Linked DNA regions of Siniperca chuatsi: region 2 is linked to region 1. A link is a contact called in public Hi-C data. All regions are on one chromosome and are shown on one strand. Each heading gives the region's core, a stretch centred on a gene start, on an enhancer-like site or on the middle of the called end of the contact. The rest is flanking DNA. Distances are from core to core; before and after follow the strand shown. Region 1 overlaps LOC122864242 (a long non-coding RNA gene). Region 2 holds the start of LOC122864243 (zinc fingers and homeoboxes protein 2-like).

Evidence for each region. A called contact is a pair of places that touch in the nucleus more often than the background predicts.
Region 2: a Hi-C map of liver shows a contact between it and region 1, with 4 times the contacts expected there. The contact joins the promoter of LOC122864243 here to the enhancer-like site in region 1. A contact is called at or near these places in 2 of 3 Hi-C or Micro-C datasets (liver and skeletal muscle).

What each region holds. Positions count from the first base shown.
Region 1 is chrLG17:2,623,432-2,630,058 of ASM2008510v1, reverse strand. LOC122864242 (a long non-coding RNA gene) reads left to right here. Exons shown (of 6, transcript XR_006375181.1): 6 at 1,111-2,367. Among protein-coding and RNA genes, the nearest start is that of LOC122864241, 17 kb to the right of the region's middle. Within about 2 kb of position 3,433, the one cell type or tissue checked has an H3K27ac peak away from gene starts, as active enhancers do. A contact at or near this core is called in liver, where this site is marked.
Region 2 is chrLG17:2,835,529-2,842,155 of ASM2008510v1, reverse strand. It overlaps LOC122864243 (zinc fingers and homeoboxes protein 2-like), which reads left to right and starts at 3,304. Exons shown (of 4, transcript XM_044171511.1): 1 at 3,304-3,895.

The sequences.
Region 1 (6,627 bases), core at 2,184-4,683:
AACATGTAACAACTTCACAGGTGGATTTTGTTCGCTGTTGATCATGGTCATGAATTTTCATAAAGTTTTAATCCTTAAAGGCATAATAACATTTCCGCATTAAAATGTGTAAAATATGACTAGACCTAAATTAATTATTTTGTTGAATTGTGTAGTTAAATTAGTTTTTCCAACAATGTTCAAACGCAGAGAAATCTGTACTTTTATTCAAGGTAACGGTGCGTTTCATTTGGTCAATGGCGTCGTATCCTCTTCACCCCTTTTGGTTGCTATGACTTCTGGGAAACACAGGAAACGCCAGATGATACGTCAGTGAGGAAGGAAGTCGGTGAACTAGCTAGCCAGCCACTCTACTGTTTACTGTTGATTGTATTGCTCACTCGTGACGATTTTTCATTGCCATTGGCTGCGTGTTCTGTCGCGAAGCGGTCTCTGTAAAACCTTAATACATTACCTCGTCCGTAAATTATGATTTCTGTCTGAATCGCATCAGATTTTCATCGGCAATGGTGATTGTTTAACAGTGAAGACAACAACTCGCATAATCCCATGCTGCTTCACGACGTCATCAAAGTCTGTCTTTTGTTATTGTTTTGATTGTGAGACCCCATAGCAGCAGAAATTACATACTGTGTATTTAAAATTTTATGAAATCATACCCCAGTTTTGTAAACTTTCGTAGAAAAGGTTTCAGTCGTAGTCATCTGGACACTGTTTTCAGAATCAAGACGTTTCGGCTCCCATCCGGAAGTCATTCTCAATTGTGAAAATGGTCAGTTTCAGGTGAAACTAGGCAGGGTAAACAGCAGACACTCAGGAAGACTCCTCCCCGAGGGCTTAAGCAGCACAGAGTAGCTTAAATTTCTGAGTTCTCAGACCATTTTCACAATTGAGAATGACTTCCGGATGGGAGCCGAAACGTCTTGATTCTGAAAACAGTGTCCAGATGACCACGACTGAAACCTTTTTCTACGACGGAACACTCCTGGACGAATGAGGGACTACACGGTCATATTTATGTAAACATTCATATTTCAGCAATATACATTAAATGTATTTACATTCTGTAATTACCTCTTTATATACATTTTTATTGTTTATTATTGCTAGTGGCGGAGTCCGCCATTCCCACGCTGGAGTCAGATTGCCTTCTCACACACACGATGGACTGAGGGGGAAACGATGCAGCTTGTGATCCAGTGTTATTGTTTGTAATTTGATCTCACTGTTAACTGTTCACTCAAGTTACTGCTAATGCTAACACAACGTTTTGTACTGCCGCTTCACATTAAAAGACTTCAACTGGTCAAACAAGGGGTGGCTTTTATTGTGAAGTAGCTACAGGAAACGCAATGTGTTTGTCACAGAGGTTAGCGATAAATGCGAATTAGAGAAATATTATTGACTGATGTCTCCATTAAAACAATGTGAGTTTGTTTGGCTGCGCTGTAAACAAATATATTTGGTCTTCTGTGTAGAGCAAATGCTGCATTAAACCGCACTTCACGCAGTATATAATACATTGTTTATATAACATTATAGTGTAGTTGTAAGCAGACATAAGGACATGTAAGTGTTTATTAATGTACAATTATCTTGCCTTCTCCTATGAAGACACACACAGTGGCGACTTTTATTAGGTACACCTGTAGAATCTAATGCAATCTAATACAACAGCACTGAGGTCATAATGGTGTTGTACTGGGCTGCATTATATTCAGAGGTGTTTCTATTATTCTGACCCCCTCATGTATGTAAACGGGGAGGACAAAAAAACTAGAAACACCTCAATATAATGTCGTCCAGTACAACAGCACCTATAACTATGACCTCAGTAATAGACATAATTCACTTTACACATTTCTGACAATGTCACCAAAAAGTTTGAGTAGAGATAGACGATATGGCAGAGCTGTTGTATTGGACTGCACTAGATTGTACAGGTGTACCTAATAAAACGGCCACGGACTGCATTTTATATTATTACAACTGTATTATATTGCCATTCATTGTCTGTTTAAACACCAGCTTTCACTTATGGATGCTTTACACAACAAGTTCAAGTTATTGACAACTAGATTATAGTGTTATAAACAATGTATTAAATGTTTATGTGGTGCTTATAAATGCTAAAGCGTGACCTTTTAATCAGATAAAAACTTATCCTGTGATCTGCTGTCAAAGAACATTTTAGTACTTTAGGTTCTTAAGACCCAACCCAGTAAAATGGATCTGTATAGAACAGTTTAGGGGTCCTAAATATGCAGTGGTGGAAAGTAACTAAGTACATTTTAGTAAGTACATGTACTGTACTTAAGTACAATTTTGAGGTACGTGTACCTCACTTGAGTATTTCAATTTTCTTACACTACATTTATTTGATAACTTAAGTTACTTTGCAGATTCAAACAAACAACAAATAAAGTATGAATTATTATAAGAGGTTAAGATGAGACTTTATTGATCCCTTTATTGGGTAAATTCACAAGCTACCCAGCGGAATATAAAGTCATTAAAATGAGCTCCACCTTTTACCAGCTGCAACATTAAAGGGATGAACATAATGCATCAATAATTATAATCAAATTATATATAGCAGCCTGCAGGGACTACATCTCACAGCGGCGGGACACGAACCATTCCCACTGATGTAAAGAATGAAGAGAGGAATATATATATATATATATATATATATATATATATATATATATATATATATTCTGAATTGGGCCATTCTGAATAATCAGTACTTTAAAGTATATTTTGATAATACTTTTGTATAAAACTTTGAATGCAGGACTTTTACTTGTAACAGAGTATTTCTACATTGTGATACTTGTTCCACCACTACATACAGTATACGTATGTACCAAGATATACAGTAGAACCTAAAAAGGTTCAATATAGAACCACTTGTTTTGAGAGTGTGCTGCCAAGATGGAGTGTGTGTGTTTTTGAGTGCGTGTGAAGCATTAAACACGAGATTTTGTCCTCATCAGCCTGCCATATAGACACACACACACACACACACACACACACACACACGTGTGTTAGTAGAAGTAGGTCAGTAGTGAAAGGGTTCTCAGCTGTCCTCACACGGCCTCTGTTCGTCCCGTCACACCACTCGTGTCGACTCTAATTTTCTCTTCCTCGTCCTCCCCCTCCTCCCTCATCCCTTTCTCTCTGCTCTGATTAGGAGGGGAGCAGGTCCCACCCCTGGTTCAGACGGGTCTTGTGTAGGTTAACTCTTCAGTTGCCGCCTCTCTTTCCCCTCCCGTCTTTTTTTCCCCTCTTTATTTTATACTAAAAACAGTCAACTTTTATCTCCTGCGAGGCCGGCGGTCTGCTTGTGTTTTCACGGAGGCCCCTGCCAGACCATTTGCGGCATGTAACTGGTGTTTTCGAGGGAGACCCAACGCCACAAAATGGAGCAGAGCTGGGTGTTGTGAAGGACGTGAATCAACCTTTTTACCCTGATGTTTCATTCACTAACAGAGGCAACAGAAAGGAGAGAAATTTGGTTTAAAAAAACCTCTGAGTGGCACCGGGTTTCCAGCCAGTGAACTTCCAGGAAGGCTGGATAATGCCCAGATCTGTGAACAAATGGTGTATTACCTAACCCCAACCAGCTTTACATGATTTACAGTAGAGGAGGAGAGGCGGGTGTTTGAGCTCACACTGCCATCTGCTGGAAAAAGAAGCAACAAGAAGACAAACCCCCTTATTTCACCACACAGACGTGCCAAAACGCCCCAACATGGCTCCCGAAAATGTCTCTGGCAACCTCACGGACAAATTCACCCCAAATCAGGACGGAGTTTAAGAAAACAAAGCCCAAAACGTAAAGCTCAGTCTGTTAAACCGACCGGTAAAAAGGTGGAGTGAGACATGCAAAGGCTGTGGTTTGAACCTGGAGAACAGTATGTTCCCTGGACTGGTTAGACTGGTTTCTATGGTGCTGCTGCTGGTTTCTATAGCATGTCACCAGGCGCACTTGGCGCTGAATTAATGATTTTGGCTCAGTGTGGGAATCGACACTAAAAGGAACGAAGCAGCTGTTTACAGGGAAATAAATGAAAGATGTTCAAACAGGACGGAGATTTAAAGGAAGGTGAATATTTCTGTAAAAATGTTTTTTTTTTAAATGATACACAGGTGTTTTTAAATCTTTTAACTGTTGTACATGTGAGATATTTAGCAGATGTGATGCAGCAGGAGAGCAGAATCACCATTTACACACAAGTCACAGCATAGAGGTCAAAGGTCAGAGCGCAAACGGTTAGACCAGCGGTAGGAGTGTGTGTGTGTGTGTGTGTGAGTATAAGAGCGATACAACAAAGTAAAAATACTGTTACAAGTAAAAGTCCTGCATTCAAAATCTTAAAGTACAGAAGTATAATCACCTTTCAGACAGTTGTATTATATATCACATTATTATTATTAGATGCATTAAAGCAGCAGAAGTTAAAAGTACTATAAAATGAAAATACTCAAGTAAAGTACAAGTACCCAATAACATTGTACTCAAGTACAATACTGGAGTAAATGTACTCAGTGACTTTCCACCCCGGTTTTTAATGTGTCTTTGTAAAAGCATAAAGATTCAAATGACTCTAAGAAACAAAACTAAAAACCCAGCATCTGAATCGAACCTGTTTATACGCCGATCATTTACGTTCCGCATTATACAGTCAGTGGCCACTTTATTAGGTACACCTGTACGATCTAATGCAATTCAATACAACAGATAAATTCCACCTTTTTTACAAAGTTTACAATGTTCAGTTTTTGCTGACATCGTCAGAAATGTGTAAATGTTTGTCGCTGAGGGTCGAGTTAAAAGGTGGCGTTGGACTGGATGACTTAATATTGAGGCGTTTCTAATTTTTTGTCCTCCGTTTGCGTACATGAGGGGGGGCGAATATTAGAAGCAGCTCTGAATATAATGCAGTCCAGTACAACACCATCGCTAACTATGAGCTCAATGCTAAAACATAGTTTAATTAACAGCTCTACTAAAACTGAACATTATAGGCTTCATTAAAGTCGACTTTATGACAGATCTGCTGTATTGGATTGCATTAGACTGTACATGTGTGCCTAATAAAGTGGCCACTGAGTGTATAGTGTATTAATACTATTGATGCATTAAAGCAGCAGAAAAGTAAATGTACTTAGTTACATTCGACCGCTGAATAACACATCATCCGTGTACTCGTGTGAGAGAGCTTGTGTACTTTTTGGGCTTTTTTAATCTACATTTTTATATCGAAATCCACCTTTGAGTGTTTCAGTTGAAATGTTTAAATGCGATAATCGGCACAAACTAAATTCCAGTTCTTAGAGCCAGATATCTCTAGCTAAAGCGATTAGTCGATCAGAAAATTAATCATCTCGTGATTTACTGATTTATTATTTTATTTTTCAATGTTGCAGCTTCTTTGATGTGAAGACTTGCTGCTTTTCTCTGTTTTATGATAGTATACTAAATACCTTTTGGTCAGGTAAAACAAGCAATTTGACTTCATCACCAATGGGAATTATTTAATTTTTTTTGGTAACTTTGAACTGTTTAATCTTAAATCACATTTTGAAGACATTTTCTTTTCGTTTCCGACCAACCAGAGGTGTTGAATGTGAACGACAAAAATGTAATCTACACTTTCTTCTAAAGAGCAGAAATCTAATTTCTCCTCTCTGGTTTCATTAAGCATCAGAGACAGGAGTTTTTTATTTATTTATTTTTAATACTGGGGTGATTACCGGGTGGCGAGCATGTGTGGTTCACTGTCACTGTAGCACAGATTCATTCATCAGATTAGAGTCAGATATTTTTTGCCACTTGTTGAATGCAACTTGATGTTGCGGGCTTTTTAGTTCAGATGAAACTATGTCAAATAAGAGAGTCCGAGCAGCATCTCAAGCCTGTTTCTGTTTCCAGATCAGCACAGAGACAGTTAGACCAGCTGAATTTGTCCAAGTGTTTCCTGTGACCTCCTCCTGACCAAAGCTGAACGCTGGTTGGACTGAGTTTTGGAGACCAGGTGTCTCTATCAGGTAATTAAATTTACACAAAAGCATGTCAGCTCTATAAGCAAAAGCTAAAAAAAGGGGGTGGGGGGGGTCTCCTATTCAATCATTTAGTCTACAAAATGTCAGAAAATAGTAAAAAAAAAAATGACCAGAAGTTCCCAAATCCTAACGTGATATCATCTCTGTCTTACTTGTTTTGTCCAGATATTCAATTCAGAGCTACAACTAGGGATGCACCGATAGTCACCACAAAGGATGACGTTCACCGATGGCAGTGGCTGATGTTTATCTGTCGTATCAATTTTGCGCTGGCTTATTTATATTTGTCGTAAAGCAGCTAAAAATGCTTATGAAGCAGTTATTTTTCCAAAAAAATCATCTTTTCCATGTGAAAGACGGTTATCTTAAAGGTTGTTTCATAAATTGATTGAATTTATGCTCGTTCAAAGATGGTGTGATGAAGGGTGGAATGACAGTTCAGTTATTTTTTTTTAATAATGAATATTTTTGTTTCCCAGCACAAAAGGGGGAATAAACATCGGTATCGGCCCAGAATTTCACAATCGGTGCATCGCTTGCTACAACAATAAAACA
Region 2 (6,627 bases), core at 2,055-4,554, 210 kb before region 1:
GACAGTTTAGGTTGTGTGTATCATGACATTGGTTCAAGTCAAGTGTTGCATGTAAGCAAGAATACGAGTAGCAATGAGCTTAGACAGATGGCAATCTGTCTAAGCTCATTGCATCTTTAACAGTGCTGCCTGTTAGTATTTTGACAGTGACACATTTTCTATTGATCAGTCTCTGTACTCTGTGTTGGATGTTGTCCTGATTGCCTTTTTATCAGAGGACATGTTTGAAGTAAAGCCATCTCTATGATGCATCAAAAAGCTGCAACATCCTATAACCTGCCCCACTTTAACATGCATATATGTATTTTTAAGGGCTTTTTTCTTGCTCTCATGCACAAACTACGAGCTCCCTGTTGCCAGCAGATATTTCGCCTGATGTTTTAATTTGTAGTGATTTGTAATGTTTTTATTGTGTATATTTATTATAAACCCTGTCTTTATTTTTATGGCACAATAAACTAAATTATAACCAGACGACTTGTTTGTAATCCACAGGCACTTTGTCAAACCTCCCTGTTACACTGTTACAGATGCAGCTTCTCAAACATATTTGCCTCCCAAACTTAAAAACAGTAAGAAAGCCACCCACAGCCCCTCGGCACAGTGTGCTGAACTGTGACACCAAATAATGACTTTCATTTTTTGCCTTTTCAGGTGGCTTCATTTGATTAATTGCGGGAAGGAGGCTAGCGGCTGCAAACGCTCCTGTCGCAAGACAAAAAAGAAAACCGCACGACTGCAGTCTGTTGTGCTGTTTTTACTTTCCAATGTGAAATCTAAAAGTTTACATCAGTTATATTATAACTTTTATGACCGCTGTGTGGTTGAAAACCTGCTAAAAGCTTTTTTGTTTTCCCGATATCCTTTTTATTATGTCTCTTTATACAGATATATGATTCTTTTTGTTAACCACAATAATATGCAAATTCCCTCCCGGGGTGTGTCACTCATTTTCCTGTTTTGTTGTGGATTGCAAAATTCAAATGGCCACGTGATTAATGAGTGAATGGGAATAAAAACAAAAAGAAGTGATTCCTGTGGTTTGATTCAGCTGAGTTTTTGTTTCTGCTTCTGGTTTTTGAAGTTCTGGGACACAAAAGTTGACATTTCTCAGTTTACCGTGTGAGAGGTCACCATTTAAAGTCTGTTTTAGACAGCGGAGGATTCCTGAACGAGCCTACCCCTGGGTCAGAGCCTCTGTTGGGAGTGACTGCTAATATTAGTTGTTGGAAATTCAATCAAACAACTGCAAAGAGACACAAAATGGCCGGTGTTTGTTTCAGTCTGGGTGTCCTGCGTCTATGTAGGAGGGACGGGGGGGCCTTTTACATGTCTGTGTCCAGGGGCCCATTGTCCTTTAATCCGTTCATTGCTTTAGAGTTTAGACCTTTAATTGTAATCAATGAATGTAGAGCACAAATCCTTTTTGTCAGGGCAGGAGACAAACTTTTCTTTTCACTTTCTTGGTTTTTCGGGAGGGCAGTTCTTCCCTCCGAAGCGTTTTATCTGCAGACATTTGTGACACTGTCGGCTCTTGATTACTATTTTAAAGACTATTTTAAGCCTTGAGTGGTTCAGTTTTTAACTTTTGTTGCTAAGCAATGTTGGCCAAAACTCTGCTTATTGGCTAGAGCTGGCACTCTTGCCTGGCAACATTACCTGATTGTGTATTCTGGAGACACTGGCAAGAGCTTCCAGTTGCAGACAACTCTTCTGCAAAGATGACTCTGGCTGTGGCGTCATTTCTGTTTCGAAGGCTGTGTATTATTTTCTCCAGCTTGTCCCTGTGTGTCTGAGCCCAAAGACGGTGTGTTTTCAGATGTTTCAAAATAAGCAGTTTACTTAATAAGCTGTTTCCTGAGTGCATTTGACTTTGAATAAACTCCTGACTGCTGCAGAAGGAGGGTCAATTATAAGAAGCTGGCTGACACACGATATTTTAACAAGTTTTAGGGGAACAACAGGAGTTCAGACCAGGTCATGTTGTGATTCTTTAACACAAGATAATCTGAAACCACCTGGAAAGCTGCCTGGTCTACTGCTCAAGGTTCAATGTACTCATCCATAAAAACATGGAAATTATACTGCTCCCATCCTAATAAACCAACACTGATTACCAAAACACCAGAAACAACACAGGCCTCCTGCAGTGGCCATCAACACCACACTAAATCACTAAACCGAATCAATCAAACTTTATTTGTATAGCACCTTTCGTACAGGTGAAAAGTGCTTTACAGATGACTGACAAGCTGAGACCAATGCACACGAGAAATGAAAATGTAATAATGAAACCATTAAAATAGTTTAAGGAAACGGTAAAATAGATAAGAGGGAGTCAAACAAACAAATCAGCAGCAGGGATTCAAGGGCTGCTGCTGCTGCTGCTTTACACTTGACCTCTGACCTCGTGGAGAAAAAAGTATTAATTATTTACCTGTAGAGATGAATGAGAAGTCACACTGCTTTTAATATACATATATATATATATATATATATCTTTGAATCTAAAGACTTAAACATATTCGGATTTTGACTAAATGCTGCGTCACAATCTAATCAACGTTTAAAAAATAAAATGTTTAAGTGACTTGGTAAAGGCAAATAAAAAAAAGAAAGAAGTGGTGATCAATCACATGATGATTAGGAGCTCGTTTTTCCCCGCTCATCTTGTTGCGAACACGCACATTTCACCACAGATGTCAAAGGTCACTGAATCAGCTTCCACTGCTGCTCTTGAAATCACTCAAACCGAACATATTACACCATAAACACAAAGTAAAGAATCACAGCATGACCACCAGGCAGGGTGCAGCTCTCAGATCCCCCTGTAGGTGTCGCTCTCCGTCGTCTTTTCACAGACCTGTGTGGGGATGTTTCTACATTTAATGCATCTGATCAGCTACAAGCCCATTTATCAAAAATACATCAGCCTGATTAAATGCAGACAGCAATCTGGCGCACGGGGGACTGAACTTCCACACCTCTTTCTTTCCCACCAGAACTAGATTTCTAGATTTCTTCAGATGCTGATTTAACACGGGTGTGATGCTGCTGCAGCAGGGCAGGCTGCTGTTTGTGAGGTCAGCTCCAGGATCAAACAGGTGTTCTAAGAAAATCAGCACACTGGCATTTTCATATGTTTTTTTTTTTTTTTTTTTAAATAACATCATACATTTTATATACATTATACACAGGAATGTGAGCTTTTGCAAACATTTGACTATAACGGGCTTTAAGAAATTATAGTTAGACATTATAAAACAAAAAAAGAGGATACTATACATCAGAGCAAAACTATAAGTTTCATCAGGACTGTTGCAGAGGCAGCGTGATGATACAACTGCAGGTAAAAGTGGCTTTGCGTCGCATAAAGTCATTATAAACTGCATATCGAGCACCGCTGGTGTGCTGGAAGTTCCTACATGGATATACAGCACGGTTATAGTGATGTTTAGTAACAGCCATCCGTGCTGTAAGTCACGAAACAGCAGACCGGTGCGGATGAGGGCTGCAGGAGGGGGACAGAGGTGCGTGGCTGCAACATGCCTGCGCCTCTCCACCGCAACCCGAGCAGCCGTGCCAGCGCCCGTCTGCGCCATAAGCAAACTTTTCTGTACATTTTCACGTCACCTGGACGCGAAACATAAATTTGGCATCCTATGCAAATATATGCTGACGTAAAAGATCATGTGGTTTTTGTCGTCGATCCCCCCTATGAGCAACGAGGAGGTTTTTTTTTTTTCTCCTCTCTACTGTTGTCTTTAGGTTAGCTATGCTACAATCTTTACTGTACCCAGCGCTAGCTATATGCGCCCCGCACCGCACCACTCTGGATATCTGGGAATAATCAACTTCCAGGCTGTCGCACCCTGCACCCAAAGACTCCACACAGGTAGGACACAAGGGAAACTTCTTATTTATTTAACTCCTGTAGATACATTTTGACCAAAGTGACCGCAAAAGTGAAGTTATTAAAGACGGCTTGGTTGCAGCCAGACTAGCCGCCTGGCTGTCTCTGCCCAGGCTGCTGCTGCTGCTAGCGACCGACCGTCCGTCCGTCCCCTCCATCACAGGCTCTCAGAGTGGGAATCACCTTGCTATCACCCAGCAAACCTCCACGGCAGCCAAACTAGAATTAAAACAGTTAGACACCTGGCTGTCGGGCAACTTTAGTGGCTGTGCGACTGGTCTCGGGTTATATTTGAGGATAGTTGTCAGACAAGTGAATGTCATCCGGTTCGCGTTGTTTTTTTTGGTAGCCAACTTTTGCCGTCCCCCTCCACCCCCGGTGAAAGTGCACATAATAAATTTATTAGCCATCGGAGCTAGCCGCTAGCCAGTTAGCCCCTGTCAATGACTGGCCAACCCGGTGAAGCTAAGTGCTTTAGCTTTAGCCTTTCCCCGCTCGCAGCAGCACGAAACGTGGCTGCCCGTCTCTGGATGTTATGCTTTCATGTCGGGAAATGCATTTGTTTTGGCTGGCTCCCTCTTCCCCTCCTTCCCATCCGAGTTAGCGTTACTCCGCCGAGCCAAGTAGAAAATAATCCCGGTGTGTTTTTCCGTGACACGGTGACGGTAGAGCGAGTGACAGTTTTGTTTTGTAGTGTCGGTTCAAGTGTTGTTGCTGCCCCGCTGTATGTTAGGTTCAAACGGGGCTAGCTAGCAGACAGCCAGTCTGGCTGGATGGGTCATCTGAGGTGAAGCCGCCGTCAGCGGGCTGTATAGGAACAGACTGGCCGCTAACGCCACACTGGTTTTTAACTGGTTTTTAGAGAAACGGACCGGCAGATAATAATGGGTGCTAGATTTTCAACTGGTTTATGTATTTAAACGAACTGTCTTTAACGTTAAGAGTCGCTGTTATGCCTGTTTTGTATAGATACGGACCGTTGGCGCGTACATACTGTACGGTGGTTGCAACGAACTGCCGATTAGTTTGATATTAAACTGTTTTACGTCGAAACGGACCGTTGGTTTGTGATTTTTACGCCTTTGACGGGTTTCTATGGAGACAAATAAGTCGATTAAATTTGTTGAATTATGTTAATTAAGTCGTTTAATGTTACACAAACGAACTGTGTAGATGTGGTTCAGAGAAGGACTGGTTGCCTGTTCGGTGAGCAGACGTTGACTTCATGCCAGTTAATGGCAGACTGGTTTTCTACTGGTTTATGCAGAAATAGGCTGCCAGTATGTACAGTACTCTGTTTTTTAAACAGTCAAGACTGTCAGTGTGTGTGGCAGTGTGGTTTCTAACTGGTTTATAAAAAAAAAAAAAAGACTGTCAGTTACCCAAATCTTAGACTGGTTTCAACTGGTTTATATGGAAACCAGTGTGCATGGAGGCTGAATTTAATGAATTGTTGACTATTGGCAGTTTTGTTAATGGGGTTGTATTTAAAAGCAGCTTTTTACATTTTAGTTTTTAGGCTAACTGTTTATAAGGACAAACTGGTTTATATGGTGTGTTGATCCAGATTGTGCATACGGAAACGCGTGTCTCTTAACTGGTAAGGTATATTATCTGTGTATACAGTGTGGGAGCTCTTTTCTCATGATCAAACTTTTCCCCTTTTCCAATTTCATCCACTTCCTTCTCAGTAATGTTCTCTGACCTCATTTTCTACCCAAATCTTGTTACATAAAATCATGAATAATTAGGTGTGCCTCGCGAGCCGGTTCAGGCCATATGCATGCGGTGATGCGGTGGCACACGAAAAAAAAGCCTGGTGACCTGTGACCCCCTCCCCCTCCGTCAGACAAGTCTTCTCAACCAAAATCCCTACTTTTGTTTGGTTTTTGTGCTTTCCTTGCTGTCCTCCTGTGACTCTCTCAGTTTGATTCTAGTTTGAAGGACATACAGAGGGAAGATTTCTGTCAGGCTTAGAAGAACAGGTGTGTAAACTGAATTTGGGCAGGTTTTACCCTCCACCACATCCCTGACAGTGTGACTGAAGTGTGTCTTGGCTCTTGGAAAACACTGGAGAGGCTCATATTTGGCAGCAGCTCCTCCTCTTCCTCCTTCCTCTATACTGCCCGGTGACAGCATTAACATCCACCTCCTCCCAGCCGCTCCACTGTATGGCTCTTGTTGAAAGTGTGTCAGATTTTTTAATATTATCTCCCTCTCGCCTGTTCTGGTTCATAATCACATTTCCTTTTCCATTGACCGACTTTTTTTGTCTCATATTTTGCCTCTATTGTATCGCCGCCGTGTCAGGCTTTTTAATCCTATGATATGGATGCAGGGATCAGTCAGTCATGCTGCCAGTCTCCGAATCAGAGCACACTCGCAACTCTCTGGCTGCTATTTATTTGTCACAAACGCCAACACACACACACACACACACACACACACACGTACACACACAGAGCGCTCTCGTGCGCTTTCCCTTCCTCGCTTGGAGACTTCTACACATATTCTCGCTTTTACTCTTTCTGCTCTGACACGCTGCTATTTCCTTGACACACACTCACACACATTTTGCCAGTTTCTAGGAAGTGCAGCTGTAATTTGCTCTTGCCACCTGACCTGTCACCCCAATCCACAACCCCCTCCCCCCCACACACACACACACACACACACACACACACACACACACACACACACTCTGCAACTGTAGT